Linked DNA regions of Mus musculus: regions 2 and 3 are each linked to region 1. The links are chromatin contacts, called in public ChIA-PET and HiChIP or PLAC-seq maps. All regions are on one chromosome and are shown on one strand. The core of a region is the stretch at or near the end of the contact, and the rest is flanking DNA. Distances in the headings are between cores, read along the strand shown.

Region 1 (4,642 bases), core at 1,528-4,027:
GCCCTCTCTGGTGTTGCTCTACCAGTGAGCTACATCCTTTCGTTTCTTAGTGATTTATAGACTTTTAATTCATGCATAGGAGTGCCTGCATGATGTCTGTGGATGTCTGTGTGCCAAGCGTATGCATGGGACTCACAGAGGCCATCATTATACCCTGGGTGGTTATAAGTCGTCATGTGGGTGCTGGAAAGTGAACCTGGACTCTGTGCAAGAGCAGCCAGTACTCTTAACTCCACCTCCCAGACCCTTGACTCTTTTGTGTTTGAGAGTGTACCAGGGTTTGGGAACACCCTCAGATATCTCATATTCATTGTTGTTGCTGTTGGTGGTAGTGTTATTCTTGATACAATGTTTCCTCTGGCCCTGAACTTGTTATTCTTTTTTTTTTTTTTTTTTTTTTGGTCCTGGCTGGCCTGGAACTCACTCTGTAGACCACGCTGGCCTCGAACTCTTTACACCTGCCTCTGCCTCCCGAGTGCTGGGATTAAAGGCCTGCACCACCACGCCCGGCTATTGAATTTGTTATTCTTGATACAATGTTTCTCTCTGGCCCTGAACCTGCCAAGCATCTTTGGGTGGCTGCCAACTTGAGTCCACTGTCTTTGCCTCCACAATGCTAGGATTCCTAGTGTTGACCACGTGCCTAACTTTGTAAAGTGGGTTCTGAAGATGGGTCCCAGGCCCTCCTGTTTTCTTTTCTTCTTCTTCTTCTTCTTCTTCTTCTTCTTCTTCTTCTTCTTCTTCTTCTTCTTCTTCTTCTTCTTCTTCTTCTTCTTCTTCTTCTTCTTCTTCTTCTTCTTTCTTTTTAAACATTTCATAAATTTCTTTTATTTTCTAAATGTTTATGTATTTATTTATTTTAAGATTTATTTATTTTATGTATATGGGTGTTGTGGTAAATTTTCAACCCAAATATGCCCTGGCAATGAAAGCATAACTCAATTAATATGAATACACGCTGTGGCATTGGGCAGAACTACCGCTACACTACCACCTTCCACATCTGTGAGACCCCTTAGAACTTGTGGTTTCTCCAGGCCATGCGCTTCTGCTCCGCTTTTCTTCTTCCTCCTCGGTGTCTTCTCCCTCTTCCATTTTTTCCTTCTTCCCTCTCTCCATCTTCAGCTCCACCTTCCCTTTTATCTGCCCAATCATCAGCTCTCCTTTATTTTAAAAATTAAGGGGGGTAGCAGGTTTACAGGAAATCACCTGAGTGCTGACTCATTCTTTGTTCAAAACCACTCACAGGAGAACGGAATTAACATCAAATATAATTAGCCCCAGAACTATCCACAACATATGGATACACTGTAACTGTACAGATGGTTGTGAGTCTTCATGTGGTTGTTGGGGATTGAATTTTAGGACCTCTGCTTGCTCTGGTGGCCCCGCTTGCTCTGGCCAACCCCACTCACTCCAGCCCAAAGATTTATTATTATAATTAAGTACACTGCAGCTGTCTTCAGACACACCAGAAGAGTGCATCAGATCTCATTGCGGGCGGTTGTGATCCACCATGTAGTTGCTGGAATTTGAACTCAGGACCTTCAGAAGAGCAATCAGTGCTCTTACCCACTAAGCCATCTCGCCAGCCCCTCCACCTGTTTTCAAGGCAAACACATTAGTAATGGAGCCATCTTCTGAGCTGCATCTGGCCTTCCTGAGCACACGGGCAGACTCCCTCAGTCTCCTTCCATCCCATGCATCACCTGGTTCATTCCAGGAAACATGGGGGACGTCACCTATGCAAGTGCATCCCATGGGGCTTTTGGGAACTTGGAGTAGGTGTATCAGACCCTCTGCCTTATGCACCAGCCCTTTATTGGAGCCTATCACACTAAGTACAACCAGTCTGGGGTGTCCCTGGCAAGTGGAGAAGGCCGCTCTGCACCAGAGCCCACACAGGACTTTTTCTCTGTTTCCACAGGGCCCCTGAGCACTAGGCAGGGCCTGAGTAGTCAGGGCTCAGTAGAGGGCCCACTCAGGAAAATAGACAGACCAACAGCCTCCAAGTGTAATGTGCTCAGGCTAAAAGCTCCAAGGACTTGTGGTTACTGCTGTCCTTCAAAATCCCCTGACATCTGTAATGGCAACTGTGGGCTCAGGACACAAGACTTTGTCTCCGGCTGGGGGCTGGCCTCAGTTTTCTTATCTGAATAATGGGCTTGATGATAATCCAGTCCCCGGGATACATTGTAACTCTCACTGAGAGACAGCTGTTGGGTGGGTGTTATTCTGTCCATGTAAACAAGATCAAAAGAAGAACCCTTGAGAGCTCTTAGTTTTTATTTGGTTTGAGGCTGAGTCTCACATAGCCCAGGTTGATTTCAAACTTACTAAGTAGTGGCCTTGACCTTGAAATTATGTTTCTTCTGCACCCACCATCTCAGTGTTGGGCCTCTAGGTGTATGTGCCCACTATAGTCCAGGCAGAGCTGTGGATGGAAACTTTCGCATGCAAGGTGAGCCCTCTACCAACTAAGCTACATTCTCAGATCAAGAACAGTACTTTTCCCCAAAAATACTTTTAATATTATGGGGATTTTGTGGGCTAGGGTGAATCCTTCACATCTTCTCTCCATGACCAGTTTCCTTGTCTTTGTTATCATAGGGCTACAAACTTCCAAATACTTTCTCATTCCTGGTTTAGTCTTCTGGCATCCAAGTGCAGTGGTAGAAATGGCCAGCAGAGGGCGTCGAAACCCACGAGGATTCAGCCTCTAGGCTCTCGGAGTGGTAGCCTGGAACCCGGAAGCAGGAAGAGAGCTCTAGCTGCCTGTCACCTGTGCCCTCCTAGCCAAGTTCAGTACAGAACCCTAGTACCCTGGGGACTTTGTTGCTGACGCAGAGGCAGAATTGGAAGTCCCTGCACCTTTCCCGATCCTGACCCAAAGTGGTCCCCGACTTCTGGAGATCTGATTGGCTCATACCCTGCCTCAGGGTAGCCATGACCACTGTGAAGGAAAATTGCTGGGAGGGAACTGCGTCTATAAATATTGATTGATCGATAAGGACTTCTGTGATGGGAGAGGTTGGAATGTTGCAGGTCCAGAGCCAGATTATCTTGGACCATCTTTAGCCAGTCGTAGCCATTTTTTTGCCCTCCTCTGTGTGTGACCTAACATCCTTCTGGTTATTAGTTAAGTTGTTTGGAATGCATAGAGACCCCCTCGCTCCTGACAACCCCAAAGCTAAGGATGTGGTCAGATAATATCTGGTGCCTCTTATAGACATGTCTCTGCGTTGCTGGGACCCACTTAACCTGGTGTCTCCACCAAAGTATTTAAAACACATTTATCTATGATTCTCCTAGTCCAGTTCCTATTAATAGTTTCATAAAACAGTTACTACACTGGAAAATGGAACTTGGGTACCTTGAATCTGCAGTGCATGGTCACTTAAATTTTTTTTCCCCCAGAAACAGTCTTTCATTCCTTTTAAAGTGAAAGCTGAATTTTTTGCATCAACACTACACAGTAGATGTTCTTTAAAAATTTTTTTTTAGATTTATGTATTTAATTTTATTTTTATTTTTTATTAGATATTTTCTCAATTTACATATCAAATGTTATCCCCTTTCCTGGTTTCCCCTCCTAAAACCCCCTATCCCCTCCCCCTGCTCACCAACCCACCCACTCCTGCTTCCTGGCCCAGGCATTCCCCTACACTGGGGCATAGAACCTTCACAGGACCAAGGGCCTCTCCTCCCATTGATGACTGACTAGGCATCCTTTGCTACATATGCAGCTGAAGCCATGAGTCCCACCATGTGTGCTCTTTGGTTGGTGGTTTAGTCCCTGGGAGTTCTGGGGGAACTGGTTAGTTCATATTGTTGTTCCTCCAGATTTATTTATTTATTTTATTTTAAGTATATGAACCTCTGGCTGGAGAGATGGCTCAGTCGTTACGAGCACTGGTTGCTCTTTCCAAATGTCTTTAGTTCAATTCCCAGCAACCACATTCTGGCTTACAACCATCTATAATGGGTCCCTGAGAGGACTACACACCTAAGTGTATATATGTGCACTGCATGGCACTGCACGTGTGAGTTGTACCTGTGGATCCCCTGGAACTGACGTCATCGATGGTTACAAGAGGAATAGACACAGGTCCTCTGTAAGAGCAAGTGCTCTTAATCATGATGTCCCACCTCCCTCCCCACCTCCGCCTCAGTGAACATTCTTGGCTGTGTCCAGCCAGTCAGTATCATCTGGTATCATCTGAGGATGACTTGCAACATCCTCAGGTTTGAATCTGAAGTAGAGACAGAGCAGTAAGACCCGAGAGTCCTGGTGTTATAAGAAGTCCAGACCCAGTGCAGTGGGACGAGGTACGACCTCTCTGTGGTGGAGCTGGGTGGGCAGGTCTGCGATGCTTCCACAAGCTCTAGGCAGTGATGATTCTGGGGAGCTTAGTCACTCACGCTCCTGGCAGACGGACTTGGGTAGGTTCAAGTTCAAAGTCTCCTGGCCCATCATGCTTCCTCGCCCTCTGGCCCTGGCTTGCGACTCCTCTGCCTGGATTTGTCTTCATTCAGCATTCACATGTCAGCATAGAAGGGGTTCTCACGGGACAAAGGTGCCCACTAAGTGTTCGCCTGGAAGGGTGGAATGACTCCAGACCTTCTCTGCTTATCCTATGCC
Region 2 (4,642 bases), core at 693-3,192, 120 kb after region 1:
CTAAAGAGGAAGCAGGCTTGGCTCTTACCACTAGTATAGCCCACACTGACCGGAAGGCACCTTCCCATCTTAGCGGAATGCGGCTACTTTAAGGAGCTTTTAAATCGCACCCACCCAGCACAAGAACAGTGTAAACAAGCCTCAGTCAGGGAATCCATTTCTCCTTTCATGTAGTCCTAGGTTCCCTGGATTGGTCCTGGGTAGAATTAAGTACCGGCCTCGGCAGGGTCAGCTGCCCCCACCCAGTCATCGTATTCTTTGGACTCATTGGTTGCTCTGTCCCGGCACAATCAATCCGGATTTACAGAGGACGGGCTCCTGAATCTGTGTGAGTGTCTTTTACACGAGAGAAGGAAGTTGGTTCTTAAGTGGCACCAGGGGTGAGAAGTCACAGGCGTGGAAAAGGAGGGGTTCTTATAGCCGAGTCTCTGCAGCGCTGTGTGAGGTGATGCTGGCGTGTGAGGGCTTTCAGAGATGACAAGGTGCTGCTTGAGCTCTGGGCGTGTGCCTTGAGCGTGTGAGCCCTACTTGTTGGTGAGCAGAGCATTTCCAGGCGCTGTGAGTGTCCCCACACCACTTCTGCTTTGTCATGGCTTGGATCCCGGAAGCCCCTGTTTCTGCTCTGGGTGCAGTACAGGCTGCCAGGCCTCTGCAAAGGAATCTTTGCTCACATGTAAACATGAGTTCAGGTGAATGAAGCTGTGTATTTGTGTGCGTGTGTATACACACATACATTTATAATACACACGGGAGTGTGCGATATACACTTATATTTAAATGTGGAACATTGTATATGTGCGTCCAAACTGAATATGCACAGAGGGTGTGGACATGTTTACATGAGTGCTCATGTATGTATATATGTTTAGGGGTGTGGATACAGGCACACAAACACGTGCATGTTTTGTGTTTGTAGGGGTGTGGTGTGTATACACTGATACATGTGTGTTGCATATTGATGTGTAGGGTGTTCTGTGTATGCCTGTGAATATGTGGGTGGAGGGGTTTTGTATGCTCATGTGTGAATGTGTATGTAGATGGGGTATGGGTGAATGTTTGTGGAGGAACATATGAATGTGTATGATGTATGCATGTGCTGTGGTGAATATGTGTGCCTTCTATGTGCCATATATGAATGCGTGCTATGTGTAAATATGTGTGTGTCACATGTCTGTGTGTGTGAACATGTGTCATGTGTGAATGTGTGTCCCAGGTTGTACTCCTGATCCCTGGCATGGGTAATTTCCATGTGGCATTTTACTCTTCAGAGTCTTTGCAAGACAGAGGCCAACTCCCGAGTTTTCCAGGTAGCCAATCCAAGTGTGACTCATCAGGCTTTGCATTCTCTATGCCGACTGACACTGACCAACGCCCCTTGGCTCCCTAGGCCTTCCTTAGACAGCGTTTTACTGGCACCTGAAGAGCCCTCCTCTTGCACACTCCTAGACCTCTGCAGGATCAGGCCACAGACAACAATCCCTTCTTTTTCCTGTGTCCTGTCTGAGGCCTCCCCACCCAGCTCCTTGCCTCTCTCATCCTGGAAGACAGTGGTCCCCACTGTGTGACCTCACACACCCATCATCCCTGTATTGTGCAAAGCAGTGAGGGCTCACCTGTCTGACGAGAACACGGGACAGGGCTCCAGCCAGGCAAAACAGAGAGTTGGAAGGTAGGGCTCTATCATACACCTGGCTGATCAGTTTCTGTTTACCCCACCATCACCACCACCATGCCCCTGCTATCCTTGGAATTGTTTCTCTGTGAAGGTTGCTTGTGAACCCACAAGGGACATGATTGTTAACCCCACATGACAGGAGATCTCTGAACAGACTTACAAGTTGTGGTTACAGTCTGGGTGTCAGTTGAATGAGAGTGCACAGGGTCCCTACACGCCGGTGAGAGAACTTCTAAATTTGTCTCAGACAGAGTCACACCCTCACCGGAGGCAGAACTTAGGGAACGCAGGAGAATCCAGCGTGACCTACATTGGCAGGAAATGGGACGAGGAGGGTGGGTGGGTGGGTGGGTGGGACGTGGCGATGCTCACGGTGAGTAAAGGCATCGGGGGAACATCCCAGCCAACAGTCAGGGATGAAAAGCATTCAGTTTGGTTTATAAAAGACTCCCCGTTCATCCCTTGCAACTTACATATATTTTGTAAACTCCTGTAGGGGACTCTATTGACTAAGCCATAGGCAAGGAGCTAGAGCTCTGGGGAAGAGGAAGAAGGGGCCAAAGTCTGGTTCTCTGAGTGACGAGAAAGCAGACTTACCCTCCATTTTCCTCTGTGACTCTGGTGGTGGTGGCGGCGGTGGTGCTGCTGGTGTTGGTATGGTGGTAGTGTGTCTGGGGTTGGGGAGGACCGCAGGACAGGGTGCTTGGCTCACACTGGTGCAGATGGCGATAGTTGGTTGCAGGGTACACTGTCCCCTTCGCGAGGGGACGAGAGGATGTGGTCAAGGGTGGTTGTGCTCCTGAGCTTGCTGAGGAAGAGACAGTATCTGAGTCACAAGTTGTTCGCTGGTCCCTGTCTTCCTTTCTATGGCTGATGTTTACAGGACAGGACAGCACAGAACGGAATAAAAGCCCTGTGCATCCAGCCCTCGGAGTGTTTTCAGACCAAAAAGAGACGGAGACTGTGACTGCCACCCAGTGATCCAGGACGACGGTCAGTAGGTGGTCAAGCACAAGTTCTGTTGCCAATCCTGTACCCACCTGCCCTGCCCAGTCCTGTAACCATGGGGCATGGTGAGGCAGGGCACACAATAAGTCTGCCCGTGTAATTAGAGAAAAACAGAAGTCGAAGGTGCAGCCCAGACTCATAAGCCTCCTTTCCAGGGCTCCAAGCTCCCTATAGCTGCTGGAAGTCAGTCAGATTGCACCATGTGGCCGCAAGCACCCCACTGTGGCAGAGTTCTGCTTTACAGTGCGGACCTGGTACCAGGCTGCAAAGGCCCGTTTGGTAGGGGCACTTACGGTCATGTGGGGTTGGGTCAAGTCCGGCACCTGTCCCTTCATACTGTAGAAGGAAGGCCAAGGCCAGTGCCGAGCCTCGAGAGGCAGAGAGGATGCAGAATGGCTGGCTCAGGTAGGTAGACTGCTTCCTGGGCCCAGGGAAGAACTGTGTGGTAAGGCCTAAGCTCTGGAAAGATCTGGAGAGACAGGGAGGGGTGTGTGGTTGGATTGCAGTTCTGGGGCAGACAGTATGGGCTATACGCAGTTTGGTACAAATGAGGTGGCAGGAACTGTAAATCTTGAAAGGGAAAGACACCTGCCTCCCCTGCTCCTGCCGAATCCTGGCCTGATGGCCTTTGGGAGCCATCTCTAAGCACCCTGGTTTGCTAGGTAGAGAGGGTCCCCATGGCCAGAAACAGTAGCTTATAGAATAGCAAGGCTAGGCATCACTCTAAGAAGAAAAAGTTGGGCTTTGGGAGCACTTCATTTGAAGCAGGAGAAGAAGAAAGAAAAAGGAGGTAGTCTCCAGGGCCTAAAGCCTCAAGTCTGTCCATTTGAGGCCCAAGAAACCAAACCAGGATGGATGGCAGGTAGGGACAGGTTGTAGAACGTAGGGACATAGCATCTACATGGGCCTTCAGATCCCAGGCCCTCTTGTACATCAAGGCCAGGTGTCCTGGGAGGAAGGAACAGACCTGGAGCTCTGCTGTGCCCTCACTGTCACCTGAGTGTTGTGACTCTGATGCCAGCCTCTTCTGCAGCCCTGACATTGTGAGATGACCCCAGCATCATTCTTGAGTGAGAGAGCATGGGGGTTGTGTGGGTATGAGTGTACCTGTGTGTACATGCAGGAGGAGGTTAGGATTTTTTTTTTTTTTGTCCTGGAACTTGTTGAGTAGGCTAGTCTGGCTGGCCTTTAAGTCCAAGGGATTGTGCCTGTTCCTGCTTTCCCCAAGTGCTGGATTGTAAGTGCACACTACCACACCCGACTGGGAGCAAGATTCGAACTCGGGTCCTCATGCTTGCCTAACAGATCTTACCTTAATGAGCCCTCAAGGGTCCCGCAGGTGTCTGAGCTTACCAGTCTTCGGTGAGATTTGATCCAGGCCCGTTGCTTGGGCTTGTATGCTTATCCACTAGCCGTTTACCATCAGCTTGGATGGGAAAGGGCAAGGTTAAGATTGGGTGCCTGTTAGCCGGGCATGGTGGCGCACGCCTTTGATTCCAGCACTCGGGAGGCAGAGGCAGGCGGATTTCTGAGTTCGAGGCCAGCCTGGTCTACAAAGTGAGTTCCAGAACAGCCAGGGCTACACAGAGAAACCCTGTCTCGAAAAGCCAAAAAAAAAAAAGATTGTGTGCCTGTCAGCACTGGGATGACGGAGGCAGGCAGATCTCTGTGAGTTCAAGGTCAGCTAGAGCTTACCCGTCTCAAAAACAAAACAAAACAAAAAAGCGTAGGAAGGGTGGTCAGGGAAGAAGGATTCTTAACCCTGGAGTCATCTCTCCAGCCCTGGGGAAGAGGGATTGACAATGTGGCCACTACTTAATCATCATCCAAACCCTAAAGTGCAAGGCTTTTGGAGGGGGTTGGCTCCCTGACCATAAAGCTGGTTGCTGATTCCTTGGGCCTGTGGAGCATTGGTTGGCCCCTCCTAAGGCAATGATTAACCCTGCAGAGCTGGTTGAG
Region 3 (4,642 bases), core at 1,029-3,528, 100 kb before region 1:
AGGCTTGTGACGCTCTTGTCTCCATAACACTTCTCTATGTGTCTCTGCTGTGGCTTAGCCCACATCTTACATCACCCGGATTTCACATCTGTAACATTGTTGTTGTCTCTGTTGTTGTTTTAAGTCACGTGAAAGGGGTTGTGACCTTTGCCAGGGGAAAGCAGCACTCCCCCCCCCCCCCCCCTGTCCCATGCAGGAGAGACCACAGTGAAAGAGACCCGAGAGCCCAGCAGAGTTCTGCTTGCTCCAGCTAGGGCCGCCTCTTCCCAAGGTCTGACTTTGCAAAATGAATTTAGTGTTGGGGGTTGTCCTAGTGAGGGTTTCTATTGCTGTGATGAAACACCGTGGCCAAAAGCAACTTAGGGAGGAAAGGGTTTATTCTGCTTATGTGTCCACATCATAGTCCATCATTTGAAAGAAGCCAGGGCAGGAACTCAAGCAGGGCAGGAACCTGGAGGCAGAAACTGATGCAGAGGCCATGGAGGTACCACTTACTGGTACTACTTGGTCCTCATAGCCTGCTTCCTTCCTTTCTTCCTCCCTCCCTCCCTCCCTCCCTCCCTCCCTCCCTCCCTCCCTCCTTCCCTCCCTCCCCCCCTCTTTCCTTCTCTGTTTTTTGCCTTAAGATTTATTTATTCATGAATTTATGCATAAAAGTGCTGCGTCTAAACATGTACCTGCTTGCCAGAAGAGGGAATCCCATTACAGACGGTTGTGAGCCACTGTGTAGTTTCTGGGATTTGAACTCAGGACCTCTGGAAGATCAGCCAGTGCTCTTAAAAGCTAAGCCATCTCTCCAGCCCCCTAGTCGGCTTCCTTATAGAACTCAGGCCACCAGCCCCAAGGTGGCACCACCCTCAGTGGTCTGGGCCCTCCCCCATCAATCACTGATTAAGAACATGCCCTACAGCCTGCTCTTCGGAAGCATTTTCTCAATTGAGGTTTCCCTTCTTTCAGACGACTCTCGTTTATCAGATGACGCTGGTTTGTATCGAGTCGATATAAAACTAGCCAGCGCAGGGGTATACGTCGGGGGGAGAAAGGGTGCTTAGTACATTGAGACTCAGGGTTTAATCCCTAATATGACCTTGAGGAAAGAAAGGGGTCAACCAGTTGGTCATGTTGGCATATGCCAACAATCCCAGCACTCAGGAGACTAAGGCAAGAGAAAGGCAAGTAACAGCTAGGTTGGTGGGAGGCCTAGTGAGACCTTAACTGTCATCTTTCTTGTTGTTGTTGTTTTAATTGTTAAAAAAAAAAAAGGAAGAAAGAAAGGGAGGGAGGAGCTGAAAAGGTAGCCCAGCAGTTAAAAGCACTGGCTGCTCTTCCAAAGGACCCAGGTTCAATTCCCAGCACCCACACGGCAGCTCACTACCGTGTATAACTCCAGTTCCAGGAGTCTGGCGCATTCAAAACATACATGCAGGCAAAACACAAAGGCACATAAAATAAAAAGTAAGTAAATCTTTGTTTAAAAAAAAAAAGAAATAAAGGATGAAAAGGAAAGGAAAGGGGAAAGGGGGGAAAAGGGGGAAAGGGGGAGGGGGAAAGGGGAAGGGAAAGAAGGGAAGGAAAGGACGGAGGCAAGCTGGTCTCATTGTGCCAGCCTTTAATCCCAACTGCTCAGGAGGCTGAAGCAGGAAGATCTGAATATTTTAAGGCCAACCTGGCAACGTAGTGACACCCTGCCTCAAGATAAAAATAAAATCTAGAAGCCAGGACAGGACTACAGGATAGTTCAATGATATTATGTTTGCGTTAGCAAACAGGAGGCCCAGCGCCCTAGGCTCAATTGTTTCAGTTTTACTGAAAATACTGGGATGTGGGGGACTGAAAGGACTTAAGCATTAGCTTCCCACCATCATGAGGGTGACTATGTGATAGCGACACTACTCCGTAAAATCACCTGAGTCCTGGCCTCTGCACCCCTTGTCCTGGCAAAGCCCCACAGTGCAGCACTGGGGAGTGTCTTCTGGTCTAAGAAGGAGAGGGTGTCACAGAGCACTCAAGGCATGAGTCACAAGCCCAGAGCTGATGCAGGAAGAGGGACAGGCTCCCTCCCTGCCCCCGCTTAAGGGTTTACACCCTTTGATCACATGGGGGAAAGGCTACTTCCTCAAACCCAAGCTTGAACGGGTTGTCTGTGTGTCTTTAAAAGCCACCTTGTAACCGCCAGGTGCTTTGAAATTAGCAAAGGCGAGTGAACCCTTGGATGGGCGGTTCTGGCCACGCTGCTTAATTGTTGTTTATTGTCCCTTAAAGATGGCTTCTTTGCTTTCAAGTCACTCAGCTGCCTGAATGTATACAGATGGGTAGGTGGACACGGTCACACACACCCTGCACCAAGGGCCCAGCTCCCTCCTAGCCAGGAAAGTTCTCCCTTCTCAAATGCCCTGTACTCAGGGACATTTGCCTATCAATGTCCCCTCTGCCTGTCTCAGTGTCCCATTCTGGAGTCCTGTGTCATCTGCAGCACTCCCTGGAAGCAGAGCATCCTGAGTGACTGTAATGCATGCTGAGAGCCTCTCTGGGCTTAGAAAGGTCTCCATTTTCAGGTCTCTGTGCCTCCCTCCCTCCCCTGTCAGGGGAGTGTGTACACTGTGGCACCCTCTAGGGTGACACACACCTCCAGCATGACAAGGTTCTTTAATCCCCTCTTGCTGCTGAGACATAGGCTCCTAGAAGGCAGGGACACTGTCTTGAGGCAGGTCATCCTTGTAACTAAAAACCCTTGGGGGCTGGAGAGATGGCTCAGCAGCTCAGAGATGGCACTGACTGCTCTTCCAGAGGTCCTGAGTTCAATTCCCAGCAACCACATGGTGGTTCACAACCATCCATAATGAGATCTGATGCCCTCTTCTGGTGTGTCAGCTATAGTATACTTACATATAATAAATAAATAAATATTTTTTTAAAAAAGAAACAAAAACAGAAAAACCCCTCTTAAATGTGGGAATGAATGCATGCATGCATGCATGAATGAATGAATGAATGAATGAATGAACCGTGAAGTGAAGTCTCTAAGAGGGCACAGCTCTCCTGTTAGCATTTATACCATGTCCTGGGGAACAGTGCTTTATAGCTAGAGCAGATGGTGGGAGGTCTAGGACCTCATGATTACCTATGATGCTCAGCCAGCTGGGGTCAAACGGAGGCAGAGTGGAAGGGCCCCCGAATACCCCAGCTGTTTATGTAGTGCTGCGGGTACCTGAGGTGGAGCTCTGCAGGGGTGGAGGAGTGGCAGGGAGGAACCTAGGCATGTCCAGACAGTGGGGCAGCTGCCCTGCCCTCGTCCTGAAGGGCGCCACGGCATGTAAGAGATGGGTTTGTGAGAATTCGTTGTCATGGTTCACAGTCTGTCACGGGAGGAGGCATGCTAGAGCTACGTGAGGTGGCTTTGGATCCTGGACTAGCAGATTTGGGGTTTGTCTCCAAAGACAGACATGAATACACGATAAGATGAAGTAGTATCCACGGAGGTGTGCTGAGAACTAGGCCCTGTATTAAATGTCTTTTCTGCTCTGAGACTTTGGCAATAGGATCCCATTCTCTGAGACTGTCACTGTAGAGGCCTCTATCTGTCCCTTCTGTCTCCAGTGTGGCCCCTTCTCCACGAGATGAGAAGTTTGAAGGGCCAAGAGGTCATGCCTACTAAGAAAGGCATCTCTCCATCACACCTACCCATACTTCGGATAATCGGGATTCCAACCTGTTTGAGAGACTGCCTCTGTCCCACTAAGAGCAGTGGGTATGGCCAGTGTGTCCGTGAGGTATCTGGGACTGACTGGGACTTGGGGTGCTGGGTGGGGCATCTGTGTAGCTCCAGGTTGAGCCTAGAGTGAGAAGTGTTCACTGGCCATTTTGTCTGGCTGAGAACTAAGGAGACTTTCCGATCCATACTCCTTCCGGGTCCCCCTTTGAGACAGAACCTGCTCTGCTGCTAGAATGTTCTCCCTGTCCATCACAGTAGCTGCCAACGAGAATGTGGCGGTAAAGCATGGGAGATGTGACTTCTTCAGGGCCCATGGGAATTTCAATCTCACTTCATCCTTTTTTAAAAGTCTCAGTATCCACACACGTCTCTTGTCTGTGTCTCAGCCTCCTTTAATGAGGGACAGAACAAGGCCAATCTTTAAAGACCCCAGCAATCCAACTACAGAAACACAATAAATTTTCTCTTCTTTCCAGAAAAGAAAAAAGAGGAGCTGCTATCATTAAAATAGGTTGGCTTTAGTTCTAGTGTTTGGCTAGAGCAGTTCCAGATGATAAAAGCCCTTGTATCTGGGTAGGAGAGCGATTTGGTGTACTTAATTAGCCTGCTGCATTTGGGCATAGGGCCCGTGGGCCTCAACTCGGGCTATTTGCTCCAGGCCCTGCAGAGTTTTAAGAACTGTTAACTGTTTTTGCCGGTTCACATTGCAACCCTCTGAGTTATTCTTTATCCCAGAGTTTCCAGTTAAGAGGGAAAGTAGCTTGCCCAACATCAAAGAGTCACCATTGGGATTAGGGCAGGATTTGAATCCGTGTCTGTTCACAATGATACCTCTGACCCGGCCCCAGATGCTTATATAACCATAACTTTCCAAGATCGGGCAGACTCCACTATGCTTCACCCATTACCCCATTTACAGACAGGGAGGCC

The links. ChIA-PET counts read pairs in DNA pulled down with a chosen protein or histone mark. HiChIP or PLAC-seq counts read pairs in DNA pulled down with a chosen protein or histone mark.
Region 2: an H3K27ac HiChIP or PLAC-seq map of acute myeloid leukemia shows a contact between it and region 1, with 2.5 times the contacts expected there. The contact joins two enhancer-like sites. A contact is called at or near these places in 15 of 484 Hi-C or Micro-C datasets (CD4 T cells, CD8 T cells, ECoMG-derived neutrophils and 9 more), 8 of 115 datasets of contacts at active chromatin or transcription factors (acute myeloid leukemia, bone marrow-derived dendritic cells, bone marrow-derived macrophages and 4 more) and 5 of 9 other capture datasets (adipose tissue, embryonic stem cells, liver and 2 more).
Region 3: an RNA polymerase II ChIA-PET map of effector CD8 T cells shows a contact between it and region 1, with 5 read pairs. The contact joins two enhancer-like sites. A contact is called at or near these places in 10 of 484 Hi-C or Micro-C datasets (CD4 T cells, the MNK3 cell line, brown adipocytes and 6 more) and 2 of 115 datasets of contacts at active chromatin or transcription factors (effector CD8 T cells and embryonic stem cells).

What each region holds. Positions count from the first base shown.
Region 1 is chr8:117,222,039-117,226,680 of GRCm38.p6, forward strand. No RefSeq gene overlaps it. Among named protein-coding and RNA genes, the nearest start is that of Cmip, 33 kb to the right of the region's middle. Within about 2 kb of position 2,778, at least 169 of the 459 cell types and tissues checked have an H3K27ac peak or open chromatin away from gene starts, as enhancers often do. A contact at or near this core is called in CD8 T cells, ECoMG-derived neutrophils, acute myeloid leukemia and 1 more, where this site is marked.
Region 2 is chr8:117,343,164-117,347,805 of GRCm38.p6, forward strand. The region is part of intron 1 of Cmip (c-Maf inducing protein); the gene reads left to right. Among named protein-coding and RNA genes, the nearest start is that of Gm51554, 30 kb to the left of the region's middle. Within about 2 kb of position 1,943, at least 38 of the 459 cell types and tissues checked have an H3K27ac peak or open chromatin away from gene starts, as enhancers often do. A contact at or near this core is called in CD8 T cells, ECoMG-derived neutrophils and acute myeloid leukemia, where this site is marked.
Region 3 is chr8:117,119,398-117,124,039 of GRCm38.p6, forward strand. The region is part of intron 7 of Bco1 (beta-carotene oxygenase 1); the gene reads left to right. Among named protein-coding and RNA genes, the nearest start is that of Bco1, 26 kb to the left of the region's middle. Within about 2 kb of position 2,279, at least 109 of the 459 cell types and tissues checked have an H3K27ac peak or open chromatin away from gene starts, as enhancers often do. A contact at or near this core is called in effector CD8 T cells, where this site is marked.